3 separate regions of the Rattus norvegicus genome follow, and all the other regions are linked to region 2. The links are chromatin contacts, called in public Hi-C maps. All regions are on one chromosome and are shown on one strand. The core of a region is the stretch at or near the end of the contact, and the rest is flanking DNA. Distances in the headings are between cores, read along the strand shown. Region 1 has its middle 350 kb from the start of Prkd1. Region 2 has its middle 150 kb from the start of G2e3. Region 3 has its middle 320 kb from the start of G2e3.

What was found. Hi-C and Micro-C count contacts between places; a contact is called where the count stands out from the background.
Region 1: a Hi-C map of the A7r5 cell line shows a contact between it and region 2, with 6 times the contacts expected there. The contact joins two enhancer-like sites. A contact is called at or near these places in 5 of 12 Hi-C or Micro-C datasets (the A7r5 cell line, the Rat2 cell line, frontal cortex and 2 more).
Region 3: a contact with region 2 is called in a Hi-C map of frontal cortex, with 2.5 times the contacts expected there. The contact joins two enhancer-like sites. A contact is called at or near these places in 2 of 12 Hi-C or Micro-C datasets (frontal cortex and prefrontal cortex).

Annotation. Positions count from the first base shown.
Region 1 is chr6:74,120,344-74,123,563 of GRCr8, reverse strand. No RefSeq gene overlaps it. Among named protein-coding and RNA genes, the nearest start is that of Prkd1, 350 kb to the right of the region's middle. Within about 2 kb of position 1,668, at least 12 of the 93 cell types and tissues checked have an H3K27ac peak or open chromatin away from gene starts, as enhancers often do.
Region 2 is chr6:74,346,008-74,349,307 of GRCr8, reverse strand. No RefSeq gene overlaps it. Among named protein-coding and RNA genes, the nearest start is that of G2e3, 150 kb to the left of the region's middle. Within about 2 kb of position 1,592, at least 10 of the 93 cell types and tissues checked have an H3K27ac peak or open chromatin away from gene starts, as enhancers often do.
Region 3 is chr6:74,176,202-74,179,308 of GRCr8, reverse strand. No RefSeq gene overlaps it. Among named protein-coding and RNA genes, the nearest start is that of G2e3, 320 kb to the left of the region's middle. Within about 2 kb of position 1,643, at least 25 of the 93 cell types and tissues checked have an H3K27ac peak or open chromatin away from gene starts, as enhancers often do.

The sequences.
Region 1 (3,220 bases), core at 419-2,918, 230 kb after region 2:
TAGGGTCTATCATAGAAGCTATATGCACACCCACGTAGAAATGATATAAACAAGATAGGGAGAACCAATAGATGTGCTTGTGGGTTTGTACAGGTGAGTTGCATGAGAGCATAATGGCTGAAAGACTAACCACGATTCCTTTTTGATATGACTGGGCATAAGAGTTGAGTTAGAAGCCAAAGGAAGTTTGCAATCCTGGGGTAAAGCAATAAGGCCTTAAACATATTTTTCACTGGCAGAATATATAGATAAAGATGGGGGTCATATAAGTATAAACCCAATGTGTCCAAGTGGCTCAGCATCACTGAAATTTCAGGCTCCTGGTGCTTCAGACACGTTTGGCAAGGGTGAGAACCATGAATACGGGGATTACTAACTCAATGTAGATGGTTACAATCAACAGCCATTTTGCTGATAAAATGAGTGTAGTACGGACCTGGAAAGTGGTTAGAAAAACACAGTAGAAATGGATGATTTGGCTTCGTTTTTGAAGAAGGGGTATCAAGTGAACCACTCACGCCATTGTTGTCAAAATCATCACCATCACGAAGCCTGGACAGTTCCAAGGAGGGGTGGGTGAAAGTATTTATAAAGGTAAGCATATAAAATTCAAATTCAGATGAAGTTCATATTAAAAAAATAAAACATGAAGGGTGGAAGACAATGGGGGCATTTGACAAATACAAATAAACAAGTAGAAAGAAATTCAGTCGGGAGCTATGGCAAAGCAATGGATTCCAGAAGGGTAAAGGGAATTCACCAGAGTGAAGTTCCTTACAGGCTAAGTGGTGACTGACTGGAGACATGGATTGCCAAAACGCTGTTTAGAGAAAGACACAGCCAGTGTCAGAGTCTTCAGAAGTCAGGCTCAGAAGCATGACCCAGCCCTGGCACCCAGTTCCTGGGCTCTACAAAAAGGGCTGGCTCTAATTTGCACATTTAGACAATAACGCAAGGGCTTGGTGAATTCATTGCACTGGGGTAAAACATGGATAAAGAAATTTAGTGGTAGGAGGAATGTTGAAAGGATTGTGCAAAGTACTAATATTCTTACAGGAGGAGACAGGCATAGGTAGAGAAAGAGAAGCAATACAAGGAAAGGGTTAGTGGGTCCAAGGTTCTAGAAGGTCTGAAAAGAAAAGAGACTGTGTGGGCTAAGAGGCAGGAGGTGGTATCCACAGACACACTGAAAGGCTATTTTCTTTTTCTTTATCCACCCACTAACCAGTGCCTAATATAGTACTTTTAAGAATACTGTTTGTGTAACTGCAACATGCTAATTTATTAATTGAGGAGAAGAATGGTGTTTTGGAGACTCGGGCAGCGAAAAGGGGAGGAACTCAGAGGCAGACCTAAGGTCTAACTCGTGATACAAACCCTGTGTGCTGAGGAGGAAGAAAATTCAGAAGCTTCACTTTTGGATGCTGCAAAGAAAATGGCTGCTGCTTTAGTCAATTTTAAAGATAATGATTTTTTTAAAGCTGTCTGACTCATTTATACCTTCTACCCAAATTGAAGTAATAGGCCAGACATTCAGATTAAACTGTCCCTCCAGGAGGAAGAGACTTGCCAAGGAAACCTTGGCCAGATGGGAGCTGTAGAAAGAGGCTCAGAACTGAGAGCATTTTGCTTGCCCAGTCAGTTTGGATTTAAACCAGATGCCCCTAGGCTAGGAGGCCAGAGTTTTGTCAGTGAAGAGCAGGGATGTAAGCTGCTATTGTGTGAAAACAAGCTAGGTTGTGAGGTTGCGGGGAATATGGTCCAAGTATCATAAATGCATCTGTTTGATAATGCTCTAGAGAAGCTATTCCATAATACGTGCGCCTCGAGTTGCCTTTGTTTCCTGGTGAAGACACGGCCATGTCTTCACAAAAGCACTAGGTGGCAGCACAGGACATCTATTCAACTGTCTCTCACCGCAGGCTGCTGGAATTTTGACAGATACAAAACGGTACCTGTGGTTTTGTGTATAAAACTGGTATAACTGTTTGTACATTTAAAAACTGTAACAATAAATTAAACATAAGGGAAAGGGTTTGCTAATAAATACAGTGTTAGACTGCGTTTTTGTATACCAGGTGACGAGCTTGGGCATTCAAACCTGATTTGCGTAGGGGATGGGCAGGATGGGAAACTGGTTGAAGGATCTGCAAAATGTACATGCTGGGTGGTTGCAGCTCCCTTCAGGATTGTTGTTGGTCTGTCCATATGTCTGTATGCATTACACAGAGGTGAAAACTTAGGGAAGTGAGGGGTATGGTATGTCTGAACGTCTGGATGCAGTGATTCTAGGAAGAACGCATTCTGTGACGCCCAGCTCGTTTTGCAGAAGGTGAAAGTGTGAGCACATAACGTTTGTTTTACTTAAAGAGACACACATCTTACTCTTCACATTCTCACCTACTATTTAGAATATTTACAAAGTGGGCTCCTTAAACTCATGTACATCCTAGTCTATAGGGCTGGGCTCATTGTATGCCACCATATTTGTTTGTAGACTGGCACTACATTTTCTTGATCAAAACAAGTTGCTACCTGAGACACCAAGCCTGACCCAGCAAGGGCAGGCCATTTGACATGCTACCAAGACAGACACCCCAAACGTTTCAAAAATCCATGAATGGTTGAACCTACTTACCCTCGGAAACTCTTCTTCATGATCCCTAACTGAGCAATTCAAAGTCAAAGTTCTATTTTAATAGTAATGGCCAAAGCAAAATCTTCTTATTCATTTTCCTACTCAATAAATGTCTGTCTTTTCTTATTTGGCAGTCACATAATACTGAAAAATGAAAAAAGATAAAAATCGGAAACAAAATGAGTACTCAAATACCACATAACATCTCCTCTACTACAAAGACAATAATGACAGTCCAAGCTGTCAGTCTGGTATTAAACAGTCCACAGACACTTTCACTATTTAGTTCTCATGATAAGCCTATGTTCTGGATCGTTTTCTATAGGCTGAAGTTGACAAATAATTAGTAATGTGCTTATGGTTATTATCAGCATCCAAATGAGGTATGAACTAGCCATTGACTGGATGTTTTAAACTCTTTCCATGTTGTGCAACTATAAATTATTGAACAAGGGGGATGATGCTGGGTGTAATTGTGCTTGCTGTCAAGCCTGGTGACAGGAGTTCAATCCCTGGGACTCATGTGGTCAAAGACCTACCTCTGTCTTCTGCTTCCCACACATGTATGGTGGTACAGACCCC
Region 2 (3,300 bases), core at 343-2,842:
AGCCTGTATCATGCCAGTCCAGTCTCGATTTTGCTGGGGCTTGCTTCTAGTAAAGCACCTTTGATTTTTCAAGTCCTGCCCAGCCGTTATCTCTCATTTAAGGATTGACTCTTCTTTTTTTCTAGAAATTCCGACTACACCCAGTGTAAGATTCTCCACACTGCTCATAGTTCTGTGATTTAAAATACACGTCCTTCTTTCTTATTAGAATGCTTGAGGCTATGGTAAGGCCTGGGCACATTATTTCTAATGTCTTCAGGCTCCAGTAACACAGCCAGTACCTGATCAATGCAGAGCGCACATTGATCTTGTCTCTGAACAATGCGGTACCTTAAACACTGCTGCAGTGTAAGACCCTCTCTGCGACGGTGCTCTTGCTCAGTCCTGCACTGTCATGTGGAAGCCATAGGTGTGTGGACGTATGGCATGCAGCTGTGAAGTGGCAGTCCTCTTCTAGCTCTCTGCTCCTCAGAATCATTGTTATACCGAGCAGCATGCAAAGATGGCTGTGTAGTTACAGTTCAGGCTATAAAGTTACACACCTGGACCATCTAATCTTAGTGGGAAAGACCATCAAAATCGACGACGCCAGGAAGAGAACGTGGTTTATATGAATGATTGTTTCTTGTAGGCGGACGTGTTACAGTATTCTAGTGTGTGTGTGGTGTGCGTGTTTTCATTCCAAACACTTTTCAAAGATTCTGCATTATATAGTCAACATTTTTGTAGTAACCATCATGGATGTGAAGTAGTTTTCCCTCCGAAGGACTACTCAGTCTCTTTCATTTTCTTAGGAAAGAAGGCAAGAAATCTCTTCTTTGCCTACACGTATTTTCATGGTTCCAGCAGCTACCTTTGCTGTGGCATCTGAATATCTCCGGCTGCTAGTCACTCTTTCCACTAGATGTCACCAAACTACTTGCAATATTAGTGTAGAGGCTCTGTGCATATTCAAACGGTTAAAAATATTTAAACACCATTATTCAGTGTTCTTCGGTGTCACACAAAGCATTCAGAATTTGAAGAATTAGTAAGAAAAGGCATATTACATAATGTTCTGCTTCTTATGTAACAGGTGAGGGCTTACATGAATCCTTTGGTTTTATGTAATTCATATTTTACTGGCTTCTTAATACGATTGTGAGGGGAAAATTGACATGAGAGCCTTGTTTAAATGTAGGATTATTTCCAGTTGATTCCGAGCTCTCTTTTTATATAATATATAGAAAAGCAGAGGCCAGAATCCCAAAACTCCTGTCAGAAACGTTTTCCTTGAGATGAATGCAGCTTCCAGCACGGAATCTGTAGCTCTTGGGATAATGAATAAAAACATCACATTGGGATTCTTTTTGGAACATGTTAATTATTATAAAGCAGTTTAAAATTCATTTGATGCTTCAGGAAGTAAAACCAGAAACCTTTTCTTGAGGAACTGAAGAAGGTGTCTCTTTAACATAGGGCAACGGAGAGCCCTGTTTCTTTAAACATATGAACCTATTTCCTGTGTAGGTTCAAAACCCGTCTTTTTTCTGATTGGCTCTGTTAACAGCTAAAGTGAGGGGTTTAAGGAAGCTTGTTTCCAATCATTTTTGTTGAGAATGAAAATGATTAGCCAATCAAAAGGCATTTAAATTAGGCAGTGGGGTTTGGGGAAGAAGTCTGTGTGTTCTCTCCTGCTTCGTCTCCTGGACTGTGGAGTTCATGTTATCAACCATTAGCTTCACCATGGGAAAAGAGGCCACAACACAATAGCCTTAAAGCAAAAATATGTCTAAATTGCCCTGGTTGTTTTCTAGAGTTTTTCCAGTTGTTACCCATTATCAACAGCACATAGTATTATCCACAGTATTAAGGATTTTTGACTATTGTCCAATTTTAAATGTTCCATATCACTTTTTATTGTTTATTATAGCATATTCTCTGCACAAAATTAAAAGGCAATAAAGATCATTAATGCTAACTAAGTTTAATTACAGGAAAAAAAGCTATCCCTAACAATAAGGAGGAAACTAAACCAACCCAGCAGCTCCATCAGGTCACCCACACATCTCCGTGTACGGTACAGTTTTAAAGAAATCGTGGTATTGATCATTATATCCCAGATGCTATCAATTCAAAAGCAAATGAGTCTACACTCCGGGGATTTTAACTCCCACTAATCTGACTCTACTGAGGTTCGTATAACAAATGCCATCTTACTTTATTTTGTGCAGAAACTATGAATTTTAAGCACATGAAGATAAATCCCATGGAAAACAGAATAGCTTCAGCACTATGGGGCTCCAGCTTCTGTATGCGTTTATCAGGTACAACTTGACACATCTGTGGACTGTGCTCTGAGCCCCGTTTCATTTGCTACTCATGTACCATTTTACCACAGAGAGAGGTCAGATCTCCTTGCAATATCGTAATACATAATTGCAATTTGGTTCTTCTGTCCTAGGCATCTCCTGAAAAATTTCTTTACTTTAACCTTTTGTATGAAATATTCATCTGAGCTGCTCTGATCTGGTGACAACCCTCAACTGTAAAGTGGAAAAGCCATTTTGGGACGTCTCTCTTCAGATGCCCAGGTTTGCTTCTCTCTAGTACTTAAGGAATGAATAGGCTTCCATCAGCAACATGTAAGGCCTGATAAGCTCGCCCTGAGACACACTTTGCACTGTTATTGTTCAGTGCCTTCCTTTCATGTGTCCACCAAGCACCTCTAGTTTAGCTCCAAAGCATAGTGCATTTCCTCTGTTATTTTCATATTCACCATCTCACCGATTGCTGCCACTGAAGTAGCAAGAGTTTTACTGGTAGGCTCTCACCCACGGAACTGCAGAGTCTAAGACTAACTTCACATATTTTGAAATTAAAGTGTGTGTGTGTGTGTGTGTGTGTGTGTGTGTGTATGAGAGAATGTGTTGTGTGAGAGTATGAGAGAGTGTGTATGTGTGTATATGGGTGAGAGAGAGTGTGTGTAAGTGTATGTGTGTGTGAGAGTGTGTGTGTGTGTGTGTGTATGTGAGTTTGTGTGAGAGAGTGTGTGTGTTTCAATTACTTTAAAGACATTTTGCTAATTTGCTGCAATCTTTTAACATCCTGTGTTTTAATGAATGTTCCAGGGAAGATTTGTAGTGAGAGGTTGGTTTCTCGAAATGAAAGGCATCGGCATTCACAGAATTTGGTCAAAAAAGAAGTCCAGCACTAAATTGTATGTTGCTTTGGGTGTCAGCCATGAAGATTTGCTCAGCTCATTGCTGAAGGATATTGAAACACATTTCTCGCCGACATGGCGTCATCTGTGGTGTGGAT
Region 3 (3,107 bases), core at 394-2,893, 170 kb after region 2:
CGGCAGAATAAGTGTCTGTAATTCATTTCTCCTTGTTAACTAGTGTGCCTTTGTGTGCAGGATGATTGGCAGCAAACTCGGCTGAGTCCCAACGGATGAGCTTGTTAGCAAAACCCTAGCATCCCATCTCTAATAAAGCTTATCAGCGGTACATTTTGTCCTATCTATTAGCCTCTCTGTTTCTTTTTTTGTGAAAAGCTGAGTGTCCCTTTGAAGCAATGACAAATAAGCCCCTGAACTGAAGTGCTAGGCTGCCTTACGGACAGCTGGATAGTAAATGTCACACCGTGGAGAGAATGCCTATTATCAGAGTGAGCCATTTGTTCCCAGCCTTTCAGTATCTTAATGTAATACAAAATTGCTAAATCAAGCCCCATGTCTGTGACAGAACATAATTAATGAGAAAGCAGGAGCCAATTCAACACTCTTTATTGGGACCTAATTGGCTCAGGCAACAGAGTTGTCACTCAACAAGAGACTTCCTTTAAAGCAATTTTGTTCTTGGTTGTATTACAGAGCCTATTAAATTGTCCCCTCCTTGATCACACAAAGAAGTATCTGCATGCAATAATTAGCTTTTCCAGGGGGAATTTTTTTTAACTCATGCAATACCAGATCATTTTTAAACTGTCTGCAAAAGCCCTGCAGCCAGGGGATGCGCTGCCACGCTGAGCAGCACTGCAGGCTGCTTTCCATTCTGCATAGCACCAGGGATCTGTGCTGCAGAAAGCTGAAAGGCAGCCCAAGCAAGAGAAAAACGTGCTCAGCGGTGGGGGATGGGAGCGTGAGGAGCCGGTGGGCCCAGGAAATCACTTTGATGGGTAATCGTAGCTCACTTCACAATCTACTCTTATAAGGGACAAAGTGGAATGCTTATTTGTATATATTTAAATTTGGGTTTTTTTTCCCCTAGAGCCAATTCACTCTGTAATCAGAATTAGCCGAGGGATGGCAGGAGGTGGAGGTTCAGGACACAGGGAAGTCTGAAGGGTCTCTGATATATTAATGCACTCGGCTGCATCTTGGAGATTCTTCGGGGCATACTGTTTAAAAGTCAGCACAAACACTGAATGCTGTGTGGTTATTTACTGCAATCTAAAAATGTACTCTGGAGATTTACGGGCTCCCCTCCCCCTCATTTAATAAATCTCAAGAAAAATGTATTCTGGGGGGTATGCACACCATTGTTTTAAAACTGTTTTCTTGCTGTCACAACAGACTTCAACTAAATCTGCGCCTTGTCTTGGTGGGCTTTGGGCAGTATGACCTGCAGTGAATGATGGCCACAGAGAACAGTACTTAGGGTTTACACAGACATTTGCTGAGATCTGGGCAAAAAGGACCCAAATCAGAGGTAAAGCAGATGGAAAGTTGTAGGAAACACACATTAAAACATACAAATTAGGCAATCGCAAGTATGAATTTGGGGGAAAAAACCCTGCAACAGTTGATATTAGAAATGATTAAAGGCTGGTTTAAGTGACGACACTGTGAGCAGTCTGAATCAAAGGCATATATATGAAATGGCTGTCAGGTTCTCCCTTCTGTGCCTTCAGAAACTGCAAAGACTACAGTGTGCAAGGCAGCAGCTTTTGGCTGGATTTAGAGAGCTGTTACTTGTCCCAGTGAGGAGATGCCAGCTATTAGGACAGGGAGAAGGCAAACCTCTCAAACGGGAGGAGAGAGAGGCTTCCACAGAGCTGCAGGGTGCAGGGAAATCTCGGGATCTGCCCCAATCCCTGCTGCGGCAGACTGGCCTGGTGCGGTCCTCCTCGGACTTGCTGCTGTTTGCAGGCATCTTCGCTGTCGCAGTTGCCATAATTGACTTCAGTCACACAGAAAAAACTTTCTTAGCTTTCCAGCCTCTCTCCAACCCACCCTTACAGTCGGAGCAAAAGCAGACTCATGTATGCACGGTGTTTGAAAAAATATCCGTTATTATTCCATACTGCAAGAGAAAAATAAAACTAACAGCACAATATATTACTCAATAATGTCCTTTCCCAGGTGACTCCTGAGTCTCAGGGAAGCACATTCTCAACGAAGATTTATTAGTCTGGTCGGGAATGCACCATGATAACAAGAGCTGCCAGAATCTAATTTGCTTTAATTAATCATTTGCTTCATAACACGGCGATTCTTCCCCCTCCCCCTCCTTCCTTTTAACTGTCTAGATTATTTTAAAACATTAGATATTGCTCTGTGGATGGCTGATGAAACTGAAATTGAATGCTGTAAAAGTTAGATTAAAAATTCATTTAACAGTATAAACATTTCAGAGTGCAGGATGTTGCCGATTAGGTCAAGTGCGTATGGAGCAATAAAACAGTCGTCGAGCTGAGGGAAAATACATTGTCAGAGGGCACTCAAACAGCTGAATTTAGTCTAATTTAAATGTTATAGGAGACTTAAAAAAACCCGCTAGCTAGGAATCCCGTTATAATTACTCTGTATTTGAGTAACACCGACGGCTAGGAAGTCGGAACCATAATCAGTCACATTTATTAGTGTCATGGTACAAACAAGCAGTAGTTTGGATTGGAATGAGTCATGGCCTTGGTGGAGAATAGAGGCTGAGTTAAAGGCCATAGTGCCTACCCCTCTTAGGAGAATGGAGTGTCTCGGATTTCCAGGAGAGCCAAGACATGAGATATTTATCACGCTCTTCTGGGCAGTACCGGACAGGAGTGTTTTCTCTTCCACCCTCAGGGCTGGCCTGGGCAGATGCCAGCGACACTGGGTGGGAGAGAGCGCTGCAGTTAGTGGAGGCGCTGGCCTTCTCGCCACAAGGAGGCGCTCGCGGACATCTCGCTGGCTGAGCCACTCAGGCTGAAAGCTGGATGGAGGAACTAGGAAAGCTTTTCCAAGGACCTGAAGGGGAACACTGTAGTAGCTTGTTGCTGAAGTCGGCCGATGGAACGCTTTTGTGCGCTTAGCTCTTGGGAGCTGGGATGGGAAAAACATTTGTCTGATTTAGGAACCAAACAAAACGTGTGTGCTTAGAGACCTTGGAGTTTATTTCATAATACTATAAGGGAAATGCCCTGACTTACAGTGGTATGAGCCTAGAGCACAGAGGGACTATGTGTTTGCCATTATAATTAAGC